Regions from separate parts of the Rattus norvegicus genome. Here region 1 is linked to region 2. A link is a contact called in public Hi-C data. All regions are on one chromosome and are shown on one strand. The core of a region is the stretch at or near the end of the contact, and the rest is flanking DNA. Distances in the headings are between cores, read along the strand shown.

Evidence for each region. A called contact is a pair of places that touch in the nucleus more often than the background predicts.
Region 1: a Hi-C map of Schwann cells shows a contact between it and region 2, with 4 times the contacts expected there. The contact joins the promoter of Golga7 here to the promoter of Sfrp1 in region 2. A contact is called at or near these places in 2 of 12 Hi-C or Micro-C datasets (Schwann cells and mammary epithelial cells).

What each region holds. Positions count from the first base shown.
Region 1 is chr16:75,468,467-75,471,415 of GRCr8, reverse strand. Golga7 (golgin A7) reads right to left here and starts at 1,507. Exons shown (of 5, transcript NM_001007731.1): 1 at 1,180-1,507. The coding sequence starts at 1,290.
Region 2 is chr16:75,315,482-75,318,181 of GRCr8, reverse strand. It overlaps Sfrp1 (secreted frizzled-related protein 1), which reads left to right and starts at 1,446. Exons shown (of 3, transcript NM_001276712.2): 1 at 1,446-2,264. The coding sequence starts at 1,721.

The sequences.
Region 1 (2,949 bases), core at 258-2,757, 150 kb before region 2:
ATTCCCACCCTTCCCAAGCCACTTTAGAGCATGGCATTTTCAAGTTGCCTAGGTTGGCCTTGAACATTCAATCTTCCTGCCTTCGACTCCCTAGTAGCTGGGAGTAGTCCTGACTAAATATTTAATGCTGGGGATAGATCCCTGGGCCTTCAACCTGGAAAGAACAGGCTCTTTGCGTTAAGCTACACACCCAGCCTACGAACCACCAATCTGATTTTAAATGGCTGGTACACATTTCTCTGGTACACACTCATCTCCACCCACCTACTCCACAACCAGCATTTCTTAGCCCCACACCCACACCACGCTTAATTACCTCAAAGTTCCTCATCCTCCTGGCTCAGTTTCTAGAAACTGACTTATGAACAGCAAACAGAATCTGACTAATACGGCCAAAGAACAAAAGAATCACACGGGCTAGGCACAAGAACGCACAAGAACACACAAGAACACACAAGAACACACGCACACAGGTAGATTTCTGGTGTTGTTAAATCCGAAGGAATGGTAAACAAATCCCGTCTTTGTTTACAAGGTTGTCCAAAGGACCTGTGCCCGTGACCGTTTTGATATGCAAGGCAAACAGGAAGCTCTCACTGATTATGACTGAGTGCAGGGTTGGTTCAGCTACAACCTGTCCCAGCCAATGTACGTTTTTCAGGTTCCAAGAAGGCCTGTCTGGACTACCAAGCACGTCACTAATAAACCCTTTCAGCTGAACATCATGATCAGCACAGTGACCACAAATATCAGTCATGAGAACGATGACGCTGTCTTTTGAGGATATAGACTACCACAGGAGGTTATGAGGCAGCCCGGAGTTCCAGGAATTAGCACCTCATCAAGATGTCAATAACTGAGTATGTGTGTGCACCTCAATAAGGTGTCAATAACCGTGTCTGTATGTTTGAGTGTGTGTACGTTTATGTGTCGGTGTCCTGTTAAGGACACTCTTGGGTGGACTGAGGGGTAGCGTGCATCCCAAAGTTCTATAAGACCACTGCACTCTGAGCATTACTAGCCTTAGCAGTCTTTCTCTAAATACTAGACCGTAACTTCTTCGTAGACCTTCTGCTATGGATCTGAAGGCCTCCTGATCTCCAGAACTGTGGGACACTCCCTCCCGCTCCAGGGACTCTACACTCCCCAGGGGCGGGGGCAGGGATCCAGGCTGCGTACCCTGTTCTCCAGCTCCGCGGGGAACTTGGTCTGGAACTGGCAGCGGGTGCCACTGCTGTAGTCTCGCTGAATGAAGACCTTCCCGGACACCGGCGCCTGCTGCGGCCTCATGGCGAGGACAGGACCCGCCGCTCTGCGAGTTCGGGCAAGACACAGGTCAGATTGCCGGCCTAGAGCCGGCTCTCGGGCCCGCCTGCCCTTCGGAGCCACCCACCGCCCAAAGATGCCCAAGACCTCCCCCTCGCCGATCCCCTTCACTCATGGCTGTAGCTGAGAGCCTCCAGCTACCCAAGCCCAGGACCCGCGCCCCCCGACATCCTGGTTCGGCCCTGTTAACACAAACCCGCCTCCTCAGCCCTCCAGCAGCTGTCGCACCACGTTCGTCGTCACTTACGTCCTGTCGCAAAAAGCCTTGCCTCTCCTAAACTCATTCTGCGCCACTCATTTATACCCCGCCCCCTCCGGCCGTAAAGGATACCTCCGAGGCTGCGCGCTGCGGAGAGGTGCGCGGTAGCTGGGACAGAAGTCTTCCTAGTGTAGGCGGGTGAAGCCCTTCCGGGCGGAAGAAGAATAAGAGGTGGATATGGATATGATCGGTGTATCGGGAGTTCCTGGAAAGACTCCGGGGTTAGAGACTCGTATTCTGTTAGCTGTGGGGAAGTGGTTTCTGATCATAGGAGTGTTTCCTTTCTTGACTATGCGTTCAAGTTTTCCTGTGGGCTACAGCACCTCCCTCCACAAAAACAATCGCCACTCTCCAAATCCCTTAAACCCAGACTGTTCACCTATATTTACAACTACAAAGCGCGCTACCGGGGGTGCGTCTGGACCCTGGTACCCTCTTGTGCGGGAGGGAGGTGAATAATATTCTTGTTCTGAGCCGTTGGCTTTTTTCATCCCAGAGACGTATGTACATCAGCTATACCTGCGTAGGTGACCAGACTGTATCTACAGTTCTCTCATTGGTTCCCTACTTTACTGACCCTGTCTTTGCAAGACATCCAGAAAATCCCTATCCACGCCTGGTGGTGATGTTCTAATACAACTTTTTAATATCACGGATACTTGATCAATTATCACTGACAATTGATTTCTCGGGGTTTTAAAAATAGCATTTAAAAATCCCAGCATCGGGGTTGGGTAGAGGCTGGCCCACTCCCTGGTGATCTCTGAGTTCAAGGCCACCCCAGTTTACTTAAATAGTTCCAGGCCAGCCGGGTTGACATAGTGAGACCCTGTCTCAAAAGTGGATAACTTTGTCCCAGAAAAGGGTGTATCGTAAACCCAGTCACTTAATGTGGACACAGTTTGCTAACAGTTTGCCCTTAAACCATCAGTGCAATCAAGATAATTATCACTGCCTCTAAAACCTTCCTTATTCTTTACAGTCATCCTTTTTAGTCATTCAGCAGACCTCTTTGCCCAGCACTAACCTTTCTGTCACTGGAAATAAATTTGCATTTTCCTTAAATTGAATCAGAGTTTTTGGTCTCGTTCTTATTATATAGATTATTTTGAGATTCCTCTGTTGTGCCATTTGTAATTTCATTTGTTTGACATTCCCCATTTATTCATTCACTTACTGTCTCAGGGTTTCCATTGTTGTGAAGAGACACCTTGAGCAAGGCAGCTCTTATTAAGGACAATATTTAATTGGGGGTGTCTTAGAGGTTTTGAGGTTCAGTCCATTATCATCATGTTGGGAAGCATGGCAGTGTCCAGGCAGGGATGGTGCTGAAGAAGCAGCTGAGAGCTCTGCATCTTGTTCCA
Region 2 (2,700 bases), core at 197-2,696:
TTGTTTGGCTCTGGGCGTCTTTCATTGGGCTAGGAAGTCCATGTTGGCCACCTGCTGCAGCTGCTTTCCTGCAGTGGAGTCCCAACATCAGTGTGTACGATCCTTTAAGAAGACATCCCTACCTCTTTGCACTCTCTGGAGCTTTAACTTGGAACGGAGAAATTGCATCTACAGAGTTGAAAGCAAGGGTCCCCAGGGCTTTAAAAACAAGCTGTCTGGGCCAGCAGCATCGTCCCACTGGGTTGGGCCTTGCAACTCGGAGTGGCAGCCCATTTGCCACCCAGTATGGCAGCACAGTGCATCCTCCGTTACCCCTCCACCCACCCTGAAGGACACAGAATGTATGAAGATCCAGAGAACTTCACGGACTGCTTGTGCGGTCTCTATTCTTGATCCCACCCCTAGCTCTCTGATTTTAAGGGGAGTATTTGGAACAGTCAAGCAATTCCCAGGAAGTGAGTAGTGTGTGTGTGTGTGTGTGTGTGTGTGTGTGTGTGTGTGTGTGTGTGTGGCGGGGAGCTAGAGGAAGACTCAGCTATTCTTGCTTGCCTTGCTTCTGCCTCATGGGGGGGGGGGCGGCGACACACCTTTGGTTTTGACCTCTGAATTAGCATGTGTATCTGACTGATAGAGTTGGTGTCCACCCAGTCATGCTGGTATTTTTAGTGCTTTGGCTTTCTAATCCACAAACATGTCGGGCTGTGTGTATGTTTGCGAACAGAGGTGTTGTCTGCAGAGCTGGGACTCGGATAGGGTCTTTAAAACATCGTTTAAAAATATAAAGTGTCCTCGGGAGCTAACACCTACGTGACCAGTGTTTTCCTCCGCAGCGAGCCCCTTTCCCGTTCTGCCTTCGGTCACCTGGAAAGATGTTGCATTTTTGAACCCAGCCAGAAACACCACCTTCTCTTAGTCTTTGCAAAAGCCCAGACTCGTGGGGGAATTTAAAAAGAGCTTCCGAAGTTCAGTTCGCCCATCCGAGCAGCTGGGAAGCAGCCTGCCTCTGACTTAAGATTAAAACCGTGGAGCGAAGGGCTGCTGGTCTGTTGCGTTGTTCCTTGGAACTAGGAAAGCGAGTAGAAAAGTCTTCACAACTGCATCGATTTGCAAGTCTTATGAAGAGTCTTTTTTTTTTTCTTCTTTAAACAAACCGACTCGCTTTAATTACAGCGTCCAACACCGTCTCCACCCACCCCACACTTCTAACTACTCTCTTCCCTTTGTATTTGCCTCCTTCGAAGTACTTGCTTAGTTTTGGGTTTTGCTTTTTTAAGGGGTGTTGACCTGGGTCTAGTTCTAGTAAACCGATCCCTCTGGCCGGCGCGGCGATTGGTTAACTGAGCGGCTGACTGACGCGGTGTGGAGAGCGGCTCCCGGCAGCGCGGAGCTGATTGGCTGCGCGCGGGAGATCCAGGGCTCGGCCACCCGCACACCGCGCACTCGAGCTGCAGCGCCGCAAGTAGGTGCAGCAGCCCGCAGCTCGCCGCGCCTCTGCGAGCCGGGACGGCACTCGGCCCCGCGCGCTCCCCGCCTCGCGCCAGCCCCGCCGCCGGGACCTGCGGCAGCCGAAGACCCCATCGATCAGAGACTCGGGGAGCAGCGCGCGGCCCCGAGCCGGACGGGGCCGGGCACTGCGCCTTTGTCCCCGGAGGCTCCGGGAAGTTTGCAGCGGGACGCGCGCGTGAAAGCAGCGTGGGCAGCCCCGACGTCGCCGAGCAGCATGGGCGTCGGGCGCAACGCGCGGGGTCGCGGCGGGGCCGCCTCCGGCGTGCTGCTGGCGTTGGCCGCCGCGCTGCTGGCCGCGGGTTCGGCCAGCGAGTACGACTACGTGAGCTTCCAGTCGGATATCGGCTCCTATCAGAGCGGGCGCTTCTACACCAAGCCCCCGCAGTGCGTGGACATCCCGGTGGACCTGCGGCTGTGCCACAACGTGGGCTACAAGAAGATGGTGCTGCCCAACCTGCTGGAGCACGAGACCATGGCAGAGGTGAAGCAGCAGGCCAGCAGCTGGGTGCCGCTGCTCAACAAGAACTGCCACATGGGCACCCAGGTCTTCCTCTGCTCGCTCTTCGCGCCCGTCTGTCTGGACCGGCCTATCTACCCGTGTCGCTGGCTCTGCGAGGCTGTTCGCGACTCGTGCGAGCCGGTCATGCAGTTCTTCGGCTTCTACTGGCCCGAGATGCTCAAATGTGACAAGTTCCCCGAGGGCGACGTCTGCATCGCCATGACCCCGCCCAATGCCACCGAAGCCTCGAAGCCCCAAGGTAAGGGTATGCCTTCCCACGCCCGTGAATCCCCGCGCCTAACCGCACTGGCCCCGGGCTGTAGAGGGGAAAGACCGGGCGCCGCGCACCGCAATCCGCAAGGTGTGCAGACCGGATCCCGAAAGCTTCTGGGAGGCCCAGACGCCGCTTGGCGCTTCTCCCGCCCCAGGTACTCCGTGATTCCTGGGGAGCCCCGGCCCGGGAAAGACGTGGAGCTGCCCTTCTTAAGCTCCAGTCTGGCGTTTTCCGTACCTGAAACAAAGCAAAGCCTAGGTTTTGAATAAAAGGAGGACGTCCATCTCTTCAGGGAGAGCGCGGCGTCCTCATCCAAAGCTGTTAACATCCGAGACAGACACAGTTCCCTTGGAAAACTACTCACTCAAACTACAAAAAACAAACAAACAAAAACAAAACAATCCCCAAACCTCAGACCGAG